3 separate regions of the Pan troglodytes genome follow, and regions 1 and 3 are each linked to region 2. The links are chromatin contacts, called in public Hi-C maps. All regions are on one chromosome and are shown on one strand. Each heading gives the region's core, a stretch centred on a gene start, on an enhancer-like site or on the middle of the called end of the contact. The rest is flanking DNA. Distances are from core to core; before and after follow the strand shown. Region 1 holds the start of BCL2L11 (BCL2 like 11). Region 2 has its middle 190 kb from the start of BCL2L11. Region 3 overlaps LOC134807861 (a long non-coding RNA gene).

Evidence for each region. A called contact is a pair of places that touch in the nucleus more often than the background predicts.
Region 1: a contact with region 2 is called in a Hi-C map of stem cell-derived neural progenitor cells, with 3 times the contacts expected there. The contact joins the promoter of BCL2L11 here to the enhancer-like site in region 2. A contact is called at or near these places in 1 of 7 Hi-C or Micro-C datasets (stem cell-derived neural progenitor cells) and 1 of 1 datasets of contacts at active chromatin or transcription factors (stem cell-derived excitatory neurons).
Region 3: a contact with region 2 is called in a Hi-C map of stem cell-derived neural progenitor cells, with 2.8 times the contacts expected there. The contact joins two enhancer-like sites. A contact is called at or near these places in 2 of 7 Hi-C or Micro-C datasets (blood and stem cell-derived neural progenitor cells).

Annotation. Positions count from the first base shown.
Region 1 is chr12:12,103,449-12,106,700 of NHGRI_mPanTro3-v2.0_pri, forward strand. It overlaps BCL2L11 (BCL2 like 11), which reads right to left and starts at 1,416. Exons shown (of 4, transcript XM_009443098.5): 1 at 1,089-1,416.
Region 2 is chr12:11,910,934-11,914,624 of NHGRI_mPanTro3-v2.0_pri, forward strand. No RefSeq gene overlaps it. Among named protein-coding and RNA genes, the nearest start is that of BCL2L11, 190 kb to the right of the region's middle. Within about 2 kb of position 1,533, at least 7 of the 24 cell types and tissues checked have an H3K27ac peak or open chromatin away from gene starts, as enhancers often do. A contact at or near this core is called in stem cell-derived excitatory neurons and stem cell-derived neural progenitor cells, where this site is marked.
Region 3 is chr12:11,771,955-11,775,305 of NHGRI_mPanTro3-v2.0_pri, forward strand. The region is part of intron 1 of LOC134807861 (a long non-coding RNA gene); the gene reads left to right. Among named protein-coding and RNA genes, the nearest start is that of BCL2L11, 330 kb to the right of the region's middle. Within about 2 kb of position 1,562, at least 6 of the 24 cell types and tissues checked have an H3K27ac peak or open chromatin away from gene starts, as enhancers often do. A contact at or near this core is called in stem cell-derived neural progenitor cells, where this site is marked.

The sequences.
Region 1 (3,252 bases), core at 166-2,665, 190 kb after region 2:
CCGCAGGGCCATCCCCAGGCCCAGTCCTCGCCACTTGTCCTTGTTTTGGCCCGTCGGGGGCAGACCCTAACGGCCGTCACCGCCGTTATGGCACCGCTGTGGCAATTATTCTCCTCCAACAACTTCCTCTCTCTCCTGGTGCGCCGCAGACACGAGTCAAAGCCGAAGAGCCACCCCTGGCCACGGACGCGTACGTCCGCGACCATCGAGTAAATTCACACCCTCCGCCCTGGCGTCCGTCGGGCCCTCCACCAGCAGCGCCAACCCTGGGGCAACAGGTCCCAGAGGGCACGGCGCCGCCAGCCTGCACCGCGAACCGGGTCGGGTGTGCTCGGGCATGCGTGAGCCGCTAAGATAGCCCGGCCCAGGGACCGAGCAGGTTCTGCTGGCCGCGACTAGTCCCCTGCGCGGTCCAGGTGGTCAGGGAAGGACCTAGATTTCTCGCTGCCGGGGAATCGTGCGGATGGCACAGTCCGCAGGACTCCTGCAGAGCAAGCAGGGGCCCCAGGTACGCTTGAGAAAGCGAACGCAGCAGTGGCCCCGAAACCTTGGCCTGAATGAGTAAAAGGAAAAGCCCTGTCTCGTCAGTTAAATCACCACCGCAGTTCCGCAAATCCTCCGCAACAGGCCCGCGCGCCCCAAAAAACCAAGACGCGAAACACCCTCACACTGCGCGGCCGCTACTCTGAGGGCGCCGGAGCCGGCGGCGAGACTTTCCAGCTGGGCGCACAGCCCGATACTACGAGCAGGTCCCCAGCTCCCGGGCCGGCGCCGAAAGGCACGCGCTGCCTCTCCTCCTGCCCGGACCTACGACCCTTCACCAGGCCCGCGCGCAGCATCCCGTCCCAAGTCGCACTTCGGCCAAGAGCCTGCAGGTTCCGCGTGAACGACTTTTCTTTAAAGAGAACCTGCCCGAGAGGGAACCCGATCCACACGGATCCCCACCTCCCGCCGGCGACAAGCGGCGCCAATGCAAGCGTCTCCGCTCGCACGTGCACGGGAAGCGGGCAGTAGGTGGTGCCGTTCGGGCTCCAGCGCTAGTCTTCCTTCGGTGCCAGGCCCGCGCCCCGGGATTTGGAGGTATTTACCTTGCGTTTCTCAGTCCGAGAGCCAGAGTCAGACATTTGGGGGAACAAGGGCCAAGGGAAGGGCGCCGAGGCGGTGGCGGCGGGAACGCAGCGAACCGAATACCGCGATGATGCGATCGCAGTGTGGCAGGGTTCGCAGAGTGGCTGCAAGAATCAAGTGGTGGTAGTGGCGGCGGCGGCGGCAGCGGCGGCGGCGGCGGCGGCGGCAGCGGCGGCGGCGGCGGCAGCAGCGGCAGCGGCAGCGGCGCTGGACGCAGAGCTCCAACAAACTGCAGACCAGGCGGCTGCGCGGAGCGAAGTGAAACCTGCGCGGCCCTGCAGCCCAGCTCTGGCTGGCGGCCCCGCTCCTACGCCCAATCACTGCGGACCCCGCCCCCGCTAGGTCCCGCCCCCGCTAGGTCCCGCCCCGGCGCGCGGGCTGGCAAGCTCCGCCCCCTCGGCGCAGCGGCCGCCGGCGCGTGCAGGCTCGGACAGGTAAAGGCGGGGGTTGCCCCGCTGGGTTGCCTCCCGCGCGCGCCGCCGTCCCTGGCGTGTTTACCGGAGTAACGCTGCCTGCTGGCGGCCATGTGCGCGCCCATCCCCCACCCCGAAGTGTACCCTAGCCTCCCGCTCCCCTACCCCAACCCGGCGGCGGCCGCGGCGTGCGCGGCACAGAGGGGGCGCTCCGGTCACAGCCTCCGCTGGCCCGGCCGGCGGTGTAAAGCCTCAGGAGGCGCCCTGCGCCCTCACTGTGCCCTGAGTTTCTAAGCCGCTCTGGGGCAGGCGCGGGGACTGGGTTGGTCCTCGCGAAGGCGCGGGGCGAGGTCTTTGAGCTCTCCTCCCTCTGAGGGTCCCTGGCGCCGGGCGGGACGCGGATCAGCAGGCTGCGCATCTTCCTCGCCCGGGCCTCTCGCGGGACTCAGGCACCCTCCTCCTGCCACCCCGCAGGGGCTCTCCAGCTTTTCTTCCGCTCCCAGTCTCCCTAAGAGACAGAGGCCGTGGGGGCAGGACGCGCCCAGAAAACGGCCAGGCACGGTCCCAGTGGGCGTCTTCGCCGCCTCCCGGGTGAGGGCGGGAGGCATGTGCAGAGCAGGTAAAATAGGGAAATGAAAAAAGCACTCAGAAAAAAAAATCCTTTTAGGAAAAAAAAAACCGAGGTGAATGGCGGCCTCCAAGTGAGAGAGAACGTTGCGCACTGCATTTGGCTAGGACCCCCAAGATTTGCTGGGCTCGCAGATAACCTCGTAGGAGCTCCCTCGACTGGCTGAGGCCAGTGAAGGCAGAACAGCTGAGTTCGGGCCGCGGTGCGGGAGCGCAGAATACCCCGTCCCTCCTCCCCTCCCCACCCATCCCTTTCCTCCCTGGAGGCCGCAGCACCTCACTCTACCTCCCAGGAGACCAAACTCCATGCCGCCTCTCCAGTCCTCTGAGTCTGCACCCGGGTCTGCTCTCCCAACGCGTGGCTGGCGCCCCCAACCCCGGCCCTCCTGTCTGCTCCTCGCGCGCCTCAGTCCCCCAGCCCCGGCTTCTAGACAACTGCAGCGGGGGTGTGGGAGGTGGATCGGGAAATGGAACATCCCGCAGGTGAGGTCAGGCTAGATGGATTAAGGAAACTCTGTAAAGGGACCACCCTACCCACCACCGCAGCCGGCAGGGAGAAAGAAGGGGCCTTGCCGTAGAGGAGCAAGTGAGGAGGCGTTGTCCCGCCGTCCGGCCACCTGGAGCAGTTTTTAAATTCATAAGCGCTTCTGTAACGTCAGTGGGACACAGCGCAGCCCCATGCCAAAGTCTCAGCGCATTTTCGGGTGAATTTTGAGCGAGGTGAAGGAGGCCTTGGGTTCCCGGAGTCGCTGGAGGACGCGCGTCGGGCCCCGCCCAGTTATTTCGCTGCAAGAGGGAAAAGGCACGAGCGTGGACACGGCTAAGTAGATTCGGAGGCCGGAGATCTGTCCTAACCGGGCCTCGAAGTTCCTACCACGGACGAACTTTGCTCTTCGGCCGTCCCGCGTCGCACCCGGGGAAAAGCAACACAACTTGCTGCGCGGGCTGAGAGCCCGAAGCCCGCCGCACGCCGCAATGCTCCGCGCTCCCCGCGGGGTCGGGCGACTCAGACAGGGACCGGAAAAGAACCACGCAGAAGAAAGCCCTATTTCTTGTCGTCTGTTCCTGTGCAGCCTTGCAGCCT
Region 2 (3,691 bases), core at 283-2,782:
TGACCAACTTCCACTTCAAAGAGATCTTTGATTATGACTCCATGACATCAGTAAGCTTTCAAGTCAGTGAATTTACCTTCTAATGGTGATTGGAACTCAAAGCCAGTTCACAGCTTGACCTGCATACATCAAGCAGCTGGGTGACTGTCAGATGTGTCATCTCATGTGGGAGGAGAATTTGTTCAAGTAGGGAGAGAGGACCTCAGGAAGAGGCCTCTTGAAAGTCTGTGGGTGCCTGAGGCTGGAGGCCACACCTGGCCTCTGGCCTTCAGGACAATCCTCAAAAAGGGATTAGGATTAGCCCACCTGGTTCTCAGTTGGCTGATTGGTTAAAAACGTGAACACCAAATATTAATTTGCTTTGTTTTTATCAAGCGATTCTATTTGGGGTGGGATGGAGGAGAACGAGAAACATTTTAAAAGTTAGAGTAAAAACCCAGCGCTACATTGCCAATTTCAAGATGAAGTAAGAAAGAACTACCTGGGAGGGAGAATCATTTCTGATGAAGTTAACTTTGCAGACTGAGCATTATGCACTTTTCACTCTTGGTGGTTAATATTGGGAAAGTGTCTGGTGGCCCTTGGGGTTTAGGGTGCTGTCTAAAACCTAGAGCTGCCTGGTTGTGGCCAGTGTTTGTTTTTAACCACGAATTAAGCTTGGATCATTCAGAACAGACTGACTTACTCATCAGGGATGCAAACTCCACACGCCCAAAGCAGTCTCGAGTCTTCAGTCCTGGGTCTCGGCTTCTTTCTGTGTTTCGCAGGCACTCACACCCCCGTGGGCTTGGTTCTCCAAACAAGCCCTTATGGAAACCAGGCCAGATGTAGGGATTAAAGATCCCGAATTTCAGCAAAGTTAAATAATAATAGTAGACAGAAAACAACCAACCAACCAACACCAAAAGACATAGGTGCAAACTATGCTAATCCCAGCAGTGGAGAGGAACAGGCCTTTGATGATGATGGCCCTGATGGATGGAAGACAATGGAATGCTGTAAACACGAGGCCTCAGGGGACAGCCCTGGTCCTCCTTGTCAGAGCCTGCTCTAGTTTGGGATCCAGCAGGAACCTCAGGAGCCTCCTTCACTTTGGTGGAGAGGACTGAGACTCAGAGCCCCCAAGCGCACCTTGGGACAGTCCCCACGCTTCCCTGGGGTGGGCCTGGGGCAGGCCTGGGGCATTTCTATACTGCTGTTTGGGAGAGCGCCCCAGACCTAGTGTCCTGGCTGGGGAGATGAAGCCAGGGCGCTCTGGCTGGTGGAGGCAGGAGGGGAGGCCAGCCAGGCCCCACATGACCCCGCATTGACAGGAAGGAGAACGGACTCTTTCTTTCAAGGTGCTCAAATGTCCCACATCACTTCTGTGAAAACCCAAACACAGAAGCCACCCCTCTCAGCTGCTACAGGCCAGAAATGAAAATTACTGCAATCCCCAGGAGCCTGGGAAGACCTCTGCTGACATTCCCTATGACCACTGTGACGGTGCCCCCTTAGGCTGCCTCCCCCGCTCCGTATGGAGAGCGTTCCAGCCCCAGGCTCCCAGCGCCTGCTCCCAGCGCCTGCTCCCCGGCCTCCATCACTCCACGCCCCGGGGACCTAAAGTAGAAAGCTTAGTTTTCTCCTTGTTTGAGTGCAGTTGGGATAATTTTTAATACATTCCTTTTTGCTCTTCATCAACTTCAAATGTCTCAAGATGTCCTGAGGGCAAAAGAGCTGATTTAGCTCTCAGATTAAAAGAGAGTGGCCTAACGCCTCACTCATTTTGAAATACTGACATTAACGGGGAAAATTACTCAAGCTCTCCTGTTACTTCCTGTGCTTAATTAAGTGGCTCTGCAGGTGACTCACTCCCTTATTTTTCAGAATGACATCAGACTTATTTTCCATTTTAATAGCCTGGTTACTTCATTGATTTTTTTAAAAATCCAATTTCACTTTCTAGTGCAATTTCTTTATCTGATTTTTTTTCTCCACACTAGTAAATGCTAACTCTCATAGTGGTAAAACTTCGACTTACGAATGCCTCAATTTTTTTTTTTTGAGTCTAGGGCCCCAAATCAGAATTTAAAGAAGAAATTAGAGGTGTAATCTTTATTTGCTAATTACCTAAATAATTTCACGAAGTGTTGGAGTTGTTAATATTATTAACTACTCCTGAGAAGGGGCCCCCGGGGCCACCAAATGAATACTTTGTCTTGGAGGCAGGTCTGTGTCCCTGCAAGAAGCCACATCTGGCTCTCGGCACCCTCCACACCCACAGAAATGCCTCCACCTTTGTCACTTTCTCCATCAATTTGAGAAGGATGATTCCAAATTCAGAAGCTTGTTTTGAGCTCATTCAATATGCATCAGGTGACGGTAACATCTGGAGGTCAGTTTTTCTTGCAGTTTGGTAAATTCTGTTGTCTAAATGGAGATGTGAGAATTGCTCATCTTAACATACCACACTTTGCACTCGTAGGTTTGTGAAGCAGCAGATGCAAATGTTTCACATGGTGCTTGGCATTTATTTATTGTTTATTTGCTTATATTTTGTTTTTGGTTTGTTTGTTGGGTGTCTGGGCTGGCCAGGTGAACTTCATTTTCTGCCCTCACTGAGAGGTTTTCCTGCATTCAGCTCTGACTCTGTTTCCCCATAGGAGCCACACCGGTGAGGGCAGGGAGAGGGTGCTGGCTCTGAGCCAACTTTGCAGGGAAGGCCCAGCAGACCACGCTCATTACTTACAGCCAGCATCACTGGGGAACTCCGGCACAGACCTGTAGTCAGTGCCCCACAGCGCCCCAGCCTTCTCTCCCGACAGGAGCGGCCAGGACAGGGAGCAGAAGGTGACTGCTGTGCTGCCTGGAGCTCTTCTGTCCGGAGGCTAGTGAAACTAGAGAAACTCAGTGGACACACTACAAGACTTCAGAGATACTTTTTGTAAACCCAGGAAGAATCAAAGATATAAAACATGCAGTAGGCACTCACTAAATGTTAATTTTCTTCCTTTTTAAATATTTGCATTATGATAGTTAAATTAATGACTGCACGACTGGAAGAATACACACTCTAATGATTCTTTTCCCTAAAATAAATGTGTCCACTATTTGCTGTCTACCTTCTTGAACATCCTGCTTCCTCTAAATAACTAAGGAGATTGATTCTACACTAACATCCAGTGGAAGCAAAGTTGCATCATGATAAAATCTGGCATGGGCTATCCCTTCAAAAAGTTCTTTCTGAACCATCATGACCATAATTCCACTAGGCAGGAGGTGGTGCTGGAGGAACAAAGAAATGCCAGCCAGTCCCTGCACTGGAGTTGCCAGCAATCACACGGGAAGGCCTCTAGTCTAGAGAGACGGGTAGGAGAGAGACGGCAGCACATCAGAGGAGCCCAGATGCTAGTGCACGGGTTAAATAGTCTCTTACACATCTGGTTAAGATCACCTCAAATTGCTGTGGGGTTCCATAGCTCTCTACAGCCCAGTTCCAAGCTTCTGCTCTCACTGGATTAGTTCCACGGATACATGGTCCTCTGCATTAGCTGGGTTCTCTATCTTGGGTGACATCAAACCTAGAGATGAACTCTAGCCCCTCACTGATACCTCACAAAAACTCAGTCTCAGAAGACATTTTTGCATGGAACAGACTTTAATGAATGGTGGGTGAGGGGGTGCCTGCTATTGAACGAATAAGTATGGGGGG
Region 3 (3,351 bases), core at 312-2,811, 140 kb before region 2:
TCCCCTTCCTAGATCTGACTGCTGGTTAGGGTTAATCAATGCCCCTTGGCAAAACAAAACCAACCCCACATTTCTTCATCTCCCATGTCCAAGACACATGCAGTGAGTTCTCAGAGTGTTTACTACCAGCACACAAATGATGGCTGCTTTATTATTTGGTGACCTTTGTTGTTTGTTGTGATTGTTCTGTTCAGTTTTAATCCCTCACAGCACTTTCGGCCATTTAGAAAGACAGTATTTGTTCTGCTAGAGCATTTGCAATCTGTTTCTGATTAGCTTAACTGGTCTTGACCAGTGCTAAGTTCACATTTCAGCTTTGATTTATGCCGTCTCTATCTGCAGATATGTTTCTTGTTACGCTATACAAGAGGAGGCCTCTTCTTATTGACTTCTTATTTTCATGTGAACGAGGTAATAGGTATCAGGAATAATTAGACAAGGCCATACGCGCTAATGTCATAGGAGACTGAGATATGGAGGGTAAATAATAACAAAATTCCTGATTACTAGGGCATAGAAAAAAAATCTTAGGCAATTCCCCAAGTTGATAATCCCAAATGTCTAGGTGTCCTTCTCAAATAGGGAAACATGACGTTAAAACTACTCAAAATAAATGAGACTCAGTGGTATTTATAACCATAGATAAAAAAGAGCAAGGGTCCTAGGGAACTGTGCCAAGGCCCAGCCCTTTGATTCACAAGTATCCACAAAAACAGACTGTACGGGCTGCTTTCAAGAGAAAATGTGGCCATCAAGGTCAACACTGGAAGCCCTGTGGCCACTCATTCATTCCGTCTCATTGGCCCTGAGCCTTTCGAAAAGTAGGCAGAGAAGAAGCCCAAAGAACAACATGGCCGGCAGGTTAAGGAAGAAAAGCAGAGTTCACAGACATCACTAACAATTTCGTAATGACCTCATGACTTCGCTGGAAGGATTCCAGTGGAGGCGTCACCAGCCCTTTGTCCACCTCTTAGGCTGAGAACCTCAAAGGTTGCCCACACCTTGACCACATACTTTCTTCCTTTTCTTACACAATCAAGCTCTGCACCAAACATTAGGGGGACATTTGCATTTTCATGATATTCATGCGTATTTCTAGCAAAATACAAATTCTTACTGATAAGATGTTGACTTGTACAGTGTAGCAAGGAATACTGTCATACAGTTGTGCCGAAAACAAGCCCATTTACTTATTTTTTTAAAAATTAATTATATATAATTCTTATAACAAATTCCATTTATTTCCTCTTGATCTCTGTCATCAGAGACATTTGAAGGTCTGAGGTGGGTTCAATTAAAGGACATAATGCACTTGACAAGTTGTTGTATGTGTGCATTGTGAATAGGCCTTAACAGTGCATTCATTTGTTTTATTTTCTCCCATTTATACAGACTTTTGTTCTGCTCTTAGATAAAATACTAATAAACAGGAAGTTGAAAAAAAAAATGTGGTGCAATTGTTCTGAATGTTGTTTTTCTTGCAAGGCTTTATGGGCCACACCACACCATCCTATTCAAAGCAGTCCCTGTAGGTGGTGGTGTTAATAAAGAAATGAGGCTGCCCAGGGCCGCCTGCCTGAGCCTCTCTGCAGCTGCTCACCTCCTGCTGAGGCCTCTGCCTTCAGAGCTAGTGGGGCCTGCTCACACATTCCAGTAGTTTCCTCTTTATTTGTCCTGAAGCAAGTTGTAGAATTTAAAGGAGGTGAAGTAAGGCGATTTCTATGGAAAATATATTTTTCTTCTTTACTCCTCATGCTGAGTGCATAAGAATTTATTATTTCCCCTGAATGTTCAAAGTGGTGTGTGTGTGTGTGTAAAAGAACCAGGAGCAAACAATCTTAATAGGAATGTGCGATCTTGTGTTTATCTTTAGCACACTTAATTAGCTACAACCCGGGACTGTTGCCATTTGAACAAGTTGTTAAGAAAATCTGCCATGTTTTGCTCTTTTTTAAAAGGAATGACTTTAATAACCATAGCAACACTTACTCAGTTTTGTGATCCACTCCAAGATTATGGGAGCAAGAACAGATACTCCTGAAAGCAACCCTCACCTCCTCCCCCGCCCCCTGCCCTCAGCAAGTCCTGGCCTGTGTGAACTGAAGGGTTTTGAAGCTCTGGTTTCTAGGAGTGCCCAGAAGCTAGAAAGACTAGGGTGTACTAGTTATTGAGGGGTAGTTGTCAGTGGCAGTGTGGGGGCACCCCAGTTGTTATTCGAGGCACTGCGTTGCTTTTTTGTCTCCTCTGTAAGCATCCTGCCTCTGTGTCAGGGCTCGCAGAACTAGGCCTGGAGTTATGCCCCCTACCCAACCAAGGCTTTGCCTTTTGCCCCCCACTATGGTGCCACCTACTTGGGTTTCCCACAGTTGGTAGTGCCAGGCAGGAAGCAGGAGTGCAGGTTGCAGGAAGGGAGAGCAGAGGAAACAGAAGTTGCTTAGGAGGGAGTTGGGCAGGCTCTGTCCCCAGCAGATCCAAGGGTCCCTGACAAAGAGAACACCTCACCTCCGCCCCTCCCCAGAGGCACACAGAATGCCCCCTCCCACCACCTCCAGGCTGTTAATTCACACCCACCCAGGCTGCCCCCAGGCTCCCCAGACCTGTGCCAGTCAAGCCTGGCCTGTGGCTGTGACACCTGCATTACCCCAGACGGTTGCCTGACCTAGGCCTGTCCTTCTATCTGCTTTGTTTTTATGTTGATTACTAGGTGAAGCACAGTGTTAAAAACGGGAAGAAAAGGCTAGGAATGCAGTTATGGGAGTGTGAGGCTGGGTTGGAATAGGTGGGAGAAAGTCCAGGGCTGAGTGTGTGGACCCTGCTCCAGGGATCTGACCGGCTCAAGCTCCCAGGCCATTAAACAAAGTTGTTAATGTCAAAAAAAAAAGGGAGAGAGTAAACAAATCTCTCCTCTGTTATTCTGCACCTGGAGAAAAGTAAACCCCTTGGGCATAATAGGCTGTCACCAATTAGACATCCAGGAAAGGCTTTTCTGGGTTTAGCCCTTTTGGGGAAGCATGGGGGTAGATGTAAGTGTGTGAACCTTCACCCAAGTTCTGGAGAAGGATTCCGGAGTGAAAGAGGTTTCCATGCTGAGTCTTGCGTTTAAGGGACCTTCCATGGCATAGCTGCAAAGAAACCTGAATTGCCCAGGATTAACCACCTTTCCTTTAGACGGTGAGCAGTGCGTTTCATGAACACATGACACATTTTAGGGTTGTCTATGGAGGTATCGGCACTCTCATTACTATTTTTAACATTTTATTCTCTGTTCAGGGTTAAGAACTTCACCCACCTAAGTCAGCTCCTGATACAACATGGAATATTCCAGCAATGAAATGTGAACTTAAGATATTT